2 separate regions of the Mus musculus genome follow, and region 1 is linked to region 2. The links are chromatin contacts, called in public promoter capture Hi-C maps. All regions are on one chromosome and are shown on one strand. The core of a region is the stretch at or near the end of the contact, and the rest is flanking DNA. Distances in the headings are between cores, read along the strand shown. Region 1 holds the start of Metap1 (methionyl aminopeptidase 1). Region 2 holds the start of 4930579F01Rik (RIKEN cDNA 4930579F01 gene).

What was found. Capture Hi-C pulls out chosen DNA fragments and counts their contacts.
Region 1: a contact with region 2 is called in a promoter capture Hi-C map of adipose tissue. The contact joins the promoter of Metap1 here to the promoter of 4930579F01Rik in region 2. A contact is called at or near these places in 5 of 39 promoter capture datasets (cranial neural crest, embryonic stem cells, hippocampal neurons and 1 more), 3 of 115 datasets of contacts at active chromatin or transcription factors (embryonic stem cells and trophoblast stem cells) and 2 of 9 other capture datasets (adipose tissue and pancreatic islet).

The regions. Positions count from the first base shown.
Region 1 is chr3:138,483,923-138,491,455 of GRCm38.p6, reverse strand. It overlaps Metap1 (methionyl aminopeptidase 1), which reads left to right and starts at 2,074. Exons shown (of 11, transcript NM_175224.4): 1 at 2,074-2,198. The coding sequence starts at 2,085. Gm32553 (a long non-coding RNA gene) reads left to right here and starts at 3,395. Exons shown (of 2, transcript XR_001784010.2): 1 at 3,395-5,123; 2 at 6,221-7,046.
Region 2 is chr3:138,191,709-138,198,401 of GRCm38.p6, reverse strand. 4930579F01Rik (RIKEN cDNA 4930579F01 gene) reads left to right here and starts at 4,571. Exons shown (of 9, transcript NM_001374685.1): 1 at 4,571-4,807. It also overlaps a transcript of Adh7 not described here.

The DNA.
Region 1 (7,533 bases), core at 825-3,324, 300 kb before region 2:
CCTGTCTAGAAAAACCAAAGAACAACAATGGGGGGGGGGGAGAGAGAGAGAGAGAGAGAGAGAAGAGAGTGGGGGAGAGGGAAGGAAGCTTGGTAGAATATTTGACACTATAGGTCATAAAGTATCTTTAGTTTTTCATAGTTGATTAGTATCTTTTTTTTTTTTTTTTTGGTTTTTCGAGACAGGGTTCCTCTGTGTAGCCCTGACTGTCCTGGAACTCACTCTGTAGACCAGGCTGGCCTCAAACTCAGAGATCCGCCTGCCTCTGCCTCCTGAGTGCTGGGATTAAAGGCGTGTGCCACCACGCCCGGTTTGATTAGTATCTTGATTTATAGTTGTCAATGTTGAGAACGCTGTTTCTCATGGTTCAAATAGCAGAAGTCTCTTTTTGTCTGTTTAAAAAATTGTTGGAAATTCTGTTCAATCCAAACCAAAGACCACTTAATAACTTTTTCAAAATGAAATTAAAGTCAGTAACTCAAAACAGCAATGCCTGGACGCAAATATTCAATTCTCTATGCAGAGTTCTAGCCACTATAGGATTGCTGCTATTGAGGCTAACTCAATCCAAAGACAACCTGATTGGATACATAATGAAGAATGACAGAAGAATACTAGATGTCTCTGTCTTCTGTAAAGAAACCAGGATGTGTTTGTCACTGCCTATGTGACAGCACCCGCAATACAGAGTGTACGTGCAGTGGATGCAGGATCAGACTGCAGAGAAGTCCAATGCACATGCTGAGTGTTGCGTTTAATTCTGAAATAACTTTTGGTTGTTAGGCTGTCAAAAACTGCTTACTATTGCCAAAAATTTTGTTACTCCATATTTAGAAGTTGAGAGCCACAGTTTAGGAAGCTGGGATTTATACAGTTAGATGTCATATACAAACATATACACATATGCAGTCACTAATTTTCTTAAATGTATACATTTTTATTAAAAGTTTACAGTGGTTGGTTATACAGGAAAAGTTATTCAAGAAAACATGAGCTTTTCTGGTGTATTAAGGTGGAAAAGATTTTTTTAAAAGTCACAGCATTCCTCTAGCAACAAACAAACAAAAAAAAAAAATAGAAAACGGCAGTTGTTGTCTACTGATTATGTGTTTGAAAGATTTAGGCTACCGGGTTGTATCTGATAAACTCTAGAGCCTTTTAATTCTCGCATTTCTTTTCTTTTCTCTTTTGGTTTGTTTTCTGAGACAGGGTTTCTATGGGTAACCCTGGCTATCCAAGAACTTACTCTGTAGACCAGGCTGGCCTCCAACTCAGAGAGATCTGCCTGCCTCTAGATCTGAGTGCTAGGTTTAAAGTTTGGCATGCGCTACCACTACCCGGCTAACCCCCCTCAATTCTTGATTGGTGGAATTCGCTCAAACTATAAAATCAGATAATATATATATATTTTAAATCATCGATATTGAACTATCTGGCAGCTACTAGCGCTATGTATTTCAATAGCGGGGTGTGGAAAGACATGAGGAAGAGCGTATTTCAGTCCCATCTCGGTCCATTGATATTTTTTTAAGAATGAGCGTAATTTTTTCTTTCTTTTTTATTTTGAGGAGAACACTGGCAGAGAGAAGCGGAACTCAGAAAAGGGAATTAGTCCCCAAGAAGCTCCCGGCGAACCAAACTGAGGAATCCACGCCCTTCCCAACCACCTGCGAGTGAATGAAACACCGAAGGCTCAAGAATTTCACGCTCGGGGTCCCAACGTCATGGGGTGTAGGATCTCCGCTGACCCCACGTGGCGTCGCCGCCACCGCAAGCCTTGGGGCGGGGCAGGGGAGGCGGCGTAAAGGCTGCCGGGCGGGTCGCCACTACGCGTGCGCGGAGAGGGCGTGGCTGTCAGGGCGGGGGGTCGGCCGAACCGGAGGGAGGGGCGGGGCAGCAGGTGAGCGCGCGCTAAGGGGCGGGGCCCTGGCCGCGCGTGCGCGGAGGGGGGCGGGGGCGCGCTGCGTAGGGGCGGGCCCTGGTCCTCCCGGTCCGGCGCCTAGGCCTGCCATCGGAGCTCCTCCCCGGCTGGGTCCCTCTCCCCGCCCTGTGGCGGTTCCTCCCTCCTCCGGCAGCCAGGCAGCATGGCGGCGGTGGAGACGCGGGTGTGCGAGACGGACGGCTGCAGCAGCGAGGCCAAGCTCCAGTGTCCCACCTGCATCAAGCTGGGCATCCAGGGCTCGTACTTCTGCTCGCAGGTAGCCGCCCACCCCGCGCCCCTCCGGTCCTCCGCCTCTGGGCCTTGTCGCCTCCCGCTCGGGCCTCCGAGCGGCCCGGGCCTCGGGAGCCGGGAGCCCGGCCGCCGGCGCTCTCGGGGGCGGAAGCTGACCTGCGGCGGGTTCGGGCCAGGCCTCCGCGGTCCCGTGGGCGGCCAGGTGTGTGCGCAGGTAGGGACGCGCGGGAGCCGGTAGCCCAAGACCTCCGCCGAGCCGGGGTCGGGTCTGGACGCCGCTGGCCGCGCTCCCGGGGCTTCTCTCCGGTGTCTCTGCAATCCCGGACGGAGACGGAAGCGACCTGCCGGGGCCTGGGGGTGGCTGCAGTCTCCCGTAGAGGAGAGCTGTTTCAGTCTCACTTCTTTTGTGTTTTACTACCGCGCTTTGACATTTAAGTAACTTTGAGTGTAGGCGTGGAGAGAGGTCGGTGTAATTCATTCTTTTCCGTTGGCATCTCAGATTATTAATTTGAGAACCGGTAAGGTAAAGAGATGAGTCACTTCTGTTACTGAAGTTCCTGGAGTAGAAAGGACAGTCCCGCAGGGGTTGTGCTTCAAGGCTCCGACGTAGTTTTTGTGCAACTGAGCAAACCTAGCACTGAGTGGGGCCCTGACAGAAGTGTGTATTTATTGAACAGTATTTGTGTCCCATCGCGTTTCTAGACTCAGAATAATGGCAAGGCAAGTAGTAGATGGTTATTAGGCTCTTAGTTACAATTTGTTGAGGAGAAGAATATAAGTACGTTGGTAATAAACTGACAGGTTCCTGGGAGAGGGGAGTTAATAGGCCAAAGACCTTGGCATGCTAGTTTTTCTGAGAGCTTGAGTAAGTGAAATTACTTAAGTTCCCCAGTTTCAGTGTTACTCTATACAGAGAGAATGAGGGTACCTTTCATTCTGTATTGTACAAGATTGTGCTGACAATGAAATTAAGGAAGACCCTGTAGCCCTATCATTTAGAGACGTTTTGTTTTTTAAAGGATTCCACTACAATTTAATGCTGGTATCTAGATAAAGTTGAAGAAGAATAATTATGTCACCAGTGGTAAGTGATACATGCCTTTAATCGCAGCACTTGGGAGTCAGGCAGGCAAATCTGTCAGTTCTAGGTCAGCCTGGTGTACAAGCAAGTTCCAGGACGGCCAGGGTTCTGGGGTGGGGGCGGGGGTGGGGTGGGGGGAAGAATAGTTATATGAAAATAGCAAAACCAACTATTTTCTAAGATAAAATAGATGGAAAGATAAAATAAGATGAAGCCAATGATTAAAAGCCTTAGCAATTGTAGTAAACCATTGCAAGAGTCCTTCACTATTGTATGATCTTGCCTTTAGAGAGTATATGACCCTTGACCTTGCTGACATCACTTTCCAAGCTTTGCACTTGGAGGAGAGAGACCTGAAAATAGCCTTGGAGCTATTAACCTGGTGCAGGGCCTCTTGTGGCTTTAATGTTTTCCAGTTTAACTTAGTGAGTTCTGTGTGGAATCTGGATTTAAAACAAAAATTTGCTATGAAAATTGTGTGCCATCTGACTAGATCAATGTATATAGTTCGTATTCAGGGGTTTCAAGTTGAGAGGCGCTAGGTGTGGTGGCATACACCTTTAATCCCGGTGCTTTGGAGGCAGAAGCTGGCAGAACTCTACTAGGCCAACCTGGTTTACCTAGTGAATTTTAAGGCCAGCCCTTGCTAAATAATGAGACTCTTATCTCAAAAAAAGAGAAAGAAAACGAACAAAAAATGGCTGGGCTGGAGAGATGGCTCAGTGGTTAAGAGCACTTTCTGCTCTTTGAGGGGACCTAAGTTCAGTTCCCAGCACCACGTGGTTCTCACAAACTTCTCAGGCACCAGGCACATAGCGCACAGGCACACTTGAAGGCAGAGCATCCATACACATAAAATAGAAATGAAATCTTAAAAACCATTGGGTGGCATGCATGGGTTAATGTGTACTGACACTAGCTCCCAAATTGATTATCCAGTACCAAGAGGTCAGCTCAGAAATCACATACACATTAGGATCCTTATATGGACTGAGAAGGTCATATTTATATGTTTACAAACACACACACACACACACACACACAAACACATACACACACACACACAATTACAAAGTTATAGAGGCCATGAAATTAAGAGCAAGGAGGTTTATGGGAAGGGTTGGAGGGAGGAAAGAGAAGTGGGGAAGACAGCATAGTTACAAATTATGGAATATATAAATGCTTAAAAGCATACTGTCCATCGAGCATAGGTGGCATTCTGTTGGAACGAGTAGAGCATCCGAGATCTCTATGAGTGTAGTCTGTGCTGGAGTCTGTATGTGTATACTAGTATTACTGATAGCCATGAAATCAAATATACCCACTCCCATGGCTAGCTTGTGAAATTTGTCACTGAGTCAGTTGTAGCAGTTCCTCTCTCCACTGTAATTCCTCACTTTATAGACGAACCACTCAGACAGGACCAGACTAGGTCTGAGTGTCCGAGTCGGCTTTCCCACGGTTGGCTCCTGCATATGCAGTAATGAGCTTCTTACTGTTGTAGGTTCTGAGTCCACATTAGAGCAGCTCTTCTCACACGAGGCGGGTCGCCTGCTGTAGTAAGGGCTGTGTCCATATTCTTTACTTACCCAAAATAGTGTCCTCTGGAGTCACAGCTCTTCTGTCAGCCCCACCTTGATGGAGTCACTGTAACTTTTCCTAAACACAGTTACAAGGTGCTGAACCTAAGGCTTTTCCTCACCATCGGGTGTGTTCTTTTCAGGTTTCTTCCCCTCCTCTCACTCTTCGGTTCCCTAATATTGGCCAGCTTGTCTTTGGAACCAAACCAAGCCAACCAAACTATACCTTTTTATAGCACCATGTAATGGCCTGCAGTTACCTTACCAGTTAAGCAGTGTCCTCGATCAGGTGAGCTATCCTCCTCATGGCCCAGTGCTCCTTCCCGTCACTGTACTTGTAGGCAGCCGGTGGCCAGCACATTTGAATGAATGAGTAACTATCTGAAAAGGAGAACGGCACCTCTGCGGTGTGACATTGTCCATGTGACTTCTGGTTTGAATTTTCTTTTGAAAATGGGAGCACTAAGAATTCCTATCATATGGTTTTGATAGGTGAAATGAATAGGTAGGGCACCAACCAGAAAAGTAAACTATAAAAATAATTTTAATAGCCGGGCAGTGGTGGTGAACGCCTTTAATCCCAGCACTCGGGAGGCAGAGGCAGGCGGATTTCCAAGTTCGAGGCCAGCCTGGTTTACAGAGTGAGTTTCAGGACAGCCAGGACTACACAGAGAAACCCTGTCTTGAGAAAACAAAACAAAACAAAACAAAACAAAATTTAATAAAAAAAAATCTTTTTATCTGAGTTGTTTCAGTTTAAGAAATTTTCTTCCTTTAATGGAATAAGACCCATTATCCAAAGGTTGTGATGTTTGTATTACTAAATTAGTAGCAGTTGTCTATACCTTTTTTTTCTTCACCTGTAAGGTTTTTTGTTTTGTTTTGTTTTTTGTTTTTCGAGACAGGGTTTCTCTGTATAGCCCTGGCTGTTCTGGAACTCACTTTGTAGACCAGGCTGGCCTCGAACTCAGAAATCTGCCTGCCTCTGCCTCCCAAGTGCTGGGATTAAAGGCGTGCGCCACCACCGCCCGACAGAGCTGAGGTTTTTTTCATTGTTGTGTTTTCTGAAGTTCCTTGTGTCAATATGTGCTCAGTTCATTACATGAAGGATGAAAGGAGTGGGCCTGTTGTGGAAAGTGGGATTCTACACTTGCGTTATCTTTTTAAAGGATGGATGATAGGCTAGGCAAAGTATCTGTTGATTTTGACTGAACTAAAATTTTATTTCCTCCCCTCTTTTCTCTCTTTTCTCTTCTCTTCTCTCCTCTCCTCTCCTCTCCTCTCCTCTCCTCCCCTCCCCTCCCCTCCCCTCCCCTCCCCTCCCCTCCCCTCCCCTCCCCTTCTCTTCTCTTCTCTTCTCTTCTCTCTTTGGTTTTTTTGAAGCAGGATTCCTTTGTGTAGTCCTGGCTGTTCTGGAACTCAGTCTGTAGACCAGGCTGGAACTCAGGCCCCAAGTGCTGGGGTGAAAGACATATTCCATCTCGCCCAGCTAAAATTTGAGTTTCTTGACTGCTGTTATTTAGCCAGGTTCTCGTCTGTTCATTGTCTTGCCCTAAGCCAGGTAATTAGCTGAGACGGAAGTAAATAATACACTACTGTTTGTGGCCATCAGACCTTAGAAAGTCAGTGGGAGGAGAGGGTGATTAAAGCCATGCGTGGGTTTCACAGTCTTTGTGCCTCTGTCCTTATGGGTGGATGGTACCATCCTTAGAGGTGGGAAGAGGGTTACTGTAGAACATGGGACTAGCTAGCCTAGTGTCTGGTGAATGGTTTCAGGATGCTTATCACCTTATTGTTTGTTGATCATGTGTGGGAGTGTTGGATCTGCATGTATGTTTGTGTACAGTGTGAGTGCATGGTGTTCTTGGAGGTCAGAAGTGGTCCTCAGATCCCCTGGATGGGTAAGCATGGTTGTGAGGCCCCCTGTGGGTGCTGGGAACTGCACTAGGGTCCTCTGCAGCATCAACACGTGAGTTCTCTTACCTGCTGATGAGTTGCTCTGGCTCCAGCCTCATGGATTGAAAACAGACCGAAAACAGAAGTGAAAATATTTGAGAATAAGTATTGGTTAGGACATTTGGGTAAATTCTTTTTTTTTTTTTTTTTTTTTGAGATAATTCTCATTCTGTGTTTAAGCTGGGTTCTCATGTCCTTTGTGGGTACGCTTGTGTACGCCCTACCTCTCGCCCTACAAAAATAAGTCTTTAAAAAATATTGGTGATGTGGGATTGTTGACGTTGCAGGCTTTCTAAAGACACTAGATATGAAAGCAGAGGAAACGATGCACTCGTGTGTGCACACAATTTGACATAAATGTTGGAAATATTTCATTGGGAGATGGCTCCAACTTACACTGCAAGTAAAGTACTGGGCTCCAGGTCAGGCATTCAGCAGTAAATAGAAGATGGTTCCTTACCATCTTGCAGTGCAGGAGACAAATAGTAAGGTGAACATTCTATAACTAATTCCATGGCTTAAGTTATAAAGAAATACATAGTGCTATGAAAAGGGAGGGGCAAGGGAGGGCGGGACTATGTAAGGATGGGTCTATTCTAGCAATAACATACCAAAAGGCTCCAGACTTGACCACTTGACAGTTAATTTCCAGATACGTAACCAGAGTTAAGACTTTTTTTAAAGCTTCCTGACAGAAGAAACACAGAGGAGGAATGGTTGTTTTAGCTTACAGCTTTTTTTTT
Region 2 (6,693 bases), core at 3,322-5,821:
TCTGCCTCCCGAAGCTTTCTCTCTAGCCTAGTCTTGGGCAGTGTTGTCTGTCACACTATAGCCCGTTGCTGCCACCTAGCGGTCATTTTGACATTCACACACTTGAAGCAAAGATGAACGCCTCAGAAAGCAGCTTTTGCTTTTATGAGCGAGCATGAATGGCAGTTCCCCTTTCCTATCGTTTTAGTCACGAATTTCTTCTCTTACGTGCATTTAAGTATGCGCACAGGTGGAGGGGACACATGCGCACAAGGAGGTGTACTTACCGTGTGCTGAGATCAGAGGTCGACGTTGGGTATCTTCCTCAATCACTCTCTACTTTAATTTTGAGTTTTGATCAATTACAAAATTTACTAAACATAGAAAAGAAAAGAAAAAACTATTGGTTTTTTTAAAAAGCTAATTGTTAAGTCCATTCTTACTAAGTTACTGCAACATCGGGGACAGAAAGTCACTATGCTTTTTTGGTCCAGGCTGTTTTTTTTCCCTGTCTTCAGATAGCAGATGCATGTAGCCAAATCCCATAGTGAATCTTGTGTGTACTTGCTCCAAATTCGTAGCCTAAAGGCAGAGGCGATGATCGGGAAAACTCTTGGAGAGTGATATAGCGCCAGCTTTGCTCCCCGGGGGAAATCCCTGTGCAATCCCTGGCCCTTGCCCACATTGTGCAGCCTACCAGCCACCACCACCCCCACATCTCCGAGGGATGGGTGGACCTGCTATGCGGGAAGGCAGGGTGCTGCAGGCATGGAAAGACAGTCTCAAAGTTGGACACTATTCTCTGACACATAGTTTCATAGAGAGGAGAGCTCACAGATTTCTAGACTGGCCGCGGGGCAGCAAGCCCAATGGAGCCTCCTTCTGTCCGCAGCACTGGGATTACAGGCAGGCTATTCAGCACCTGGCTTTTATGTGGGTGCTGGGGACTCGAATTTGTGACCTCACACTTGTGTGGCAAGCACTGTACCAACAGAGCCATCTCTCTAGCCCTCTCTAGGTACGTTTTACATAAGTTGAGTCCTAAGAAGCAAACCGGAAGCTTGCCCCGGAGCACGGCTCCTCACTGGAGCGCCACAGACGTCACCCCTGTGGGCTCCTTTTGCTCAGTAAGAAACATGATCACTCAGCCAGTCTGGGCCAGGTCCTCACTGTGTGACCCTGGAGGACCTGTCATGCTTTCTGAGTTTCAATTAGGAACACGAGAACGGAATTAACCGTGTTATGTACATATGCACGCTTGCATGCAAAGCGCACACACGCACGTAGCCTGCAGAGCTCTCAGACAATACATTTCTGTAGGTTTAAGTTAATAACTCAAAAAGATTTGTTAAAGAGCTACAGGAAACAAATGCACACCTAATTTTTACTTTCCATAGCTATGTCTGAACTATTGAGGTATCTAGTGTAACATTTCTAGCTATGATCGAGTACTTGCCTAGCATGTGCAAGATCTTCTCTGCAAGCCGCAGAATTTCAAAGATGCTTGCGCTTGGTGTGGCTGCAGCGTGGACACAGAACACTTTCCCAGCTTGTGCGAGGACCTGTGTTTGATCCCAGGGCCACAAACAAAACAGAACACAACACAGCAGGACACAACAAGACAGACAGGGCTCGCCAGGCAGTGGTGGCGCATGCCTGTAATCCCAGCACTTGGGAGGCAGAGGAGGCAGATTTCTGAGTTCGAGGCCAGCCTGGTCGACAGAGTGAGTTCCAGGACAGCCAGTACTGCACAGAGAAACCCTGTCTCGAAAAACCAACCAAACAAACAAAAAGACAGACAGGGCTCATAGCAAATGATTAGAACATGACCTAAACCTAGTGGGAGAGATAGAGAGCTTTAGTTTCTATGTGCCCAAAATAACATGCATGTACTTTTAGCCAAGTGTTGGGACACATACATGTAATCATAGCATGCAGGAAGTTCCTCAAAAGTTTGAGGCCCATTTGATCTATAGAGCAAATTTCATGCCATGCCAGGCAAGGCTAGATAATGAGATCCTGTCTCAAAGAAAAAAATCCAGATGGTCACACACACACACACACAAATGTAATGAAAAAAAATGAAGCTAGTGGGTATGTTAATTGTCTTGGGACCATTGATGGATTCATATGGTGTAACAATGCAGTCCTGTGTGTGCTGTAAAAACATCAAATTATGGCAACTAAAATATTAATTAAAATTGGGTAGTCCAATTTTTAATAGTACCAGAACTTGCACACAAAGTAGTTTTGTGGCAAAACCTATGAGAAAAATATGTCTGCATACAGACGATGTGTTGTGTTTGACCTGTTCTCAGCGTCCCTGCTCAGCTCTCTACACCCCTCTCTTACTGCTTTCTCTTTCCCTTCCCAGGGAATCATTTTCTTGAATTTTGAGGTTTTTTTTTTTTTAAGTAGATTCACTAGACATATGTGTTTGCAAATAATTTTACAAATAGTCTTATTGTGTTTCTGTTTAAATTCTCAAACTCTTCAACTTATCTTTTACATACTTTTTCAAATGCATTCATGTTAGACATGTGTTATTGATGTAGTTTTATTGAACCTATAGCTACATATCGCTTAATAGATTTGCCTCCTAAGGAAGAGATTGCATCTGTGAATTGTCTTACATGAATAGCTTTGTGCTTGGGTATAAATGTTGGACCTGAGGAGGAGTCTCTGGGCTTTCAAATCTATCTGAATGTCAAGCTGGATTTATGAGTTTGTACCAATTTATAATTCTAATAATATTTGATGTGAATTCTCATGGTCTACATATACTCCAGAACGCTGGTGTTATGAGATAGTTTCAGCTTGCTTATTTCTTGTCACCAATGAAGACCTATTAATTATGCATGTCCATAGTTTTGCTTTTGTAACTCTCATCTGTTTTCCGGTTGAAGCAGGGAACTAGACCTTAGTAGCCCCCCCCAGACCTTAGCACAACTGACTCCATGATAAAAATTCCACTCAGGTTGTAAAACTCAGCACCACTTGCCAAAACTAAAACAAAGACCTAATCCATCAAAGGCCATAATTCCAGGAAAGTCACAAAACGTACTGACCTTGCCTTTTGGCTTCTGTAGTTCTGCTTCAGGCTAAGAGTCCTTGCTAAAGTGCTGAAGTATGTTCACCCGGGACATGGTTTTGTGTGTGTGTGTGTGTGTGGTGTGTGTGTGTGTGTGTGTGTGTGTGTGTGTGTGTGTGTGTGTGTGTGTGTGTGTGCTTAAAGGCTTACCCTAAGAAGGGCTTGGAGTTACACTGGGATCCCAGACACTTGGTGTGGGTTGTAGGCTGACTAATAAGACTTTCTATTGGCTTAAACCCACATCTGAGCAGTCTTCTCTTGTGGATGCCCCACAACACGATTGTTTATGCTACACATATAAACATTCTTTGCTTTTTGTTTTGTTTTGTTTTTGTTTTGCTTGTTTTTCTAGAAAAGCTTTCTCTCTATAGCCCTGGCTGTCCTGGAACTCACTCTGTAGATCAGGCTGGCCTCAGACTCAGAAATTCCCCTGCCTCTGTCTCCCAAGTGCTGGGATTAAAGGCATGTGCCACCACTGCCCGGCACATGTAAACATTCTTAATGTATGTTATGCCCCAGTCAGCTTCATGTTGCTATAATAAAATGTAAGAGACCAGCTGACATACAAAGAAAACAAGGTATGTTCAGCTCATGGGTTGGGAGGTTGACGGATGGAACAGAATGCTGCCAATTCTATGAAGACCTTGTGGTAAGGATGGTGGAGCTGTTGGGGGTGTATGTGAAAGGGGTGGAGAGGGAGTGAGCACATTACAAGACAGTAAACGGTAAAGAGTTAAAATGCTGTTTCTAGGAGCTCAGGAACACAAGCGCTGCATTTCTTGCTGTTACTCGCTAATCACTCCTGAGAAGTTTGTTAGACATCCGAGGAACTTTGCCCATTATTTGTTGTCACTTTGATTTTTCAGATAGGGTCCTACTCTGTAGCCCGGGCAATCTTTCTGTTTAATTCTCCCAAAGGCTGGAACTATAGGACTGGGTCACCACACCCAGCTTCTCCTCATTTTTTTTCCTCCCTCTCACTCTCCTTAATTTATTTTTAATCATGCATACAAAGTAATGGATTTCATTGTGACGTTCTTTAATACATACCTTGTTTTGTTCCTTTATTTTCCACCATCCCTTCCCTCACCATGCCCCTCCCCTCTCCTTCTGCCCCGCCCGCTTGCTCTCCGAGCCCTCCCCTTTCCTGTTATGGGTACTCTGTTATTCTCTTTTCCTCAACCTCCCTCCCCCGCCTTGAGACCGCCTCTTCCCACCCCTGAGACTCAAATGGTGTCCTTTCACAATGACTGGGAGGCCTTCCCAGCAACCCCACTGCCACCGCTGTTTCTGTCACATAGCACGCACTGGGCTGACTTTCTCCCTTTCCTCTTTTCCTGAGATCCGCAGCACATCCACCATACCCCGTCTGAAACCAGCAAGAGATGCACTGTGCCATGCTAGTGAAGCTGTGTAACAAGCGGCCTGGAGCAATGGCTGTTACAGAGTTCTGGAACTTAGATTTCCCACAATGCTGATCCGTTGCTAACCTATCTCCTCACAACCAGGGAGGCAGGCACCTGGACCCATTGGAGTGTGAGTGGGAGAAACTGAAGAGACACCGCTTTGCTCTTTTGGAGGCATCAGACAGTCAGCTGTTTCCATCGATAAAATCTCCTTAAGTCCGAGATTTAAGGAAATAACAAAATTCAGCCGAGACCCAATATGAGGCTGGAAGGCCATCGGCAGACCTGAGCTTCTATCAGTTAAATTATCTGCTTTTAAAGCCGTTCTCAGGTATAATTTTCTATTCATCGTTAGAAACAATTGCTAACATCTCGGGTATGCTTACTTATGAGTCTCAAATATGCTTTTTAAGGCATACAAGAACCAAGTAGGCCATTTTGAGAAAAAAGGATGCTGTCTTTTAAAGTTAGTCACTTATATTGAGGAGACCGTCCGTACTAACAGCACTGCACTATTCATAGAGACATTTATCTTGTGGGGAAAAATTGCTAGCCCATTTAACAGCAATTGTTGAGTTTATACCAGGTGTGTGCACAGCAGGAAAGAAGATGAAACACCGGGGTAAATCAAGGCACGCCTGATGATGACACCCTATTGAAAGGAGCCATGAAGAAGTGACATGTTTAAAAACAAAACGCAGGGAGGAGCAGGTGCTATGAAGAGTGCTTTGAAGAAGAAAAGGGGTTAGAAGGTGGTGAGGCTGGGGTGACAATGGGGATTGCTACAAGGGGGTGTTAGGACTCCTTTTGGAGAAAGTGCATACCCAGAACAATACATCCTGTATGAGAAGAAGTCCCAGGAACAACTGTGGTGTGTTCTGGGCTGGAAGAGTGGGAGAGCAGTGTTCATGATTCCAGCAACAGCTGTACAAGATGGCCACCGCACGTGACTTACAGTGCCTCCTTATCCTGTCTGTTCCCTTTGTAAACCCGTGTGCTATGTGTGTACTATTTTGAACTTAAGGGTATTAATATTTTATGCAAATGGGCAGGGCATTTTTTCTGAATAACATTAACTGGGTTTTTTCACCAATCCTTCTCTTTGGAGGATTGTATTTCCCTTATTTTAAATAAAATTCGATAATTTACTGATACATGGGTAGAATCAAGAGACCACAAGAAAGGAAATTTTGCTTTCGGAAGTATCTTTGAAACTTCTGTCAATTAATTTATATTAAATATATATACATACATACACACACACACACACACACACACACACACACACAAAGTTTTACTTGAATGTATGGGTATGCATCACGTGCACAAAGAGCTGTGGAAGCCAGAAGGCTTTAGATACGCTGAAGTTGGCCTTGTAGGCAGTTTTGAGCTGCCCAGTGTAGGTCCTGGGAAACGAGTCTGGGTCCTTGGCAAGAGCAGCGAGTTCTCTTAAGTGCTGAGTCATCTCCTCAGCTGTAGATTTTGGAATGACGAATGTGATGTGCAACTAAATTCCGCACACAGTCTTCACATTTCCCTCTCAACATGATAGCCGTGGGAGCATCTCTGGGTACAAACAGAACTCATGGATCTTCTCTCTCAGGAAATCTCCTGGGTCTGCTGGCCTAGTGAAGAAGTCTTAGGCAGGTTTTATAAATAGTATAAATATATAAATAAATATATAAATAGTATAAATATATAAATAAATAGTATAAATAGTAAGAGCCGAGATGTTTACTAAGAATAACTAAAGTCCTTGTGTGTTTACAAATGATCTTATTTTTAATAAAAGTTAATACAGAACAAGGTTAAGTTCTAGACCACTCTCTATTGCTTATGCTAACTTGATTGGACTGGCTGGAATTATAGCCCATGCAAGGCACAATCCCTGACACCACAGTTGAGCTGGTAGCTTTTAGTATTTTGCTTCCCCATGATTTGAGATGTGTACTTATGTAATACAGACATGTCTTCTGTGTGACCATCTGACATAGGGAAAATAATCTGGGGATTGTTTTCTGTAGCATGCAGTAAGTACCTTTGAAATACTACAAATGAATATGTGGCTTCTCCCCCATCCCCCACCTCCCATCCCATCTCTCTGTCTCCTGGTCTTTTTGTCTCTCTCCTCCCTCCCTCCCACACACACCCTCTACCCCCACCCCAGGCATTATGCATCATAAGATTTTATATGTTACTTGCTAACTAATTCATGGC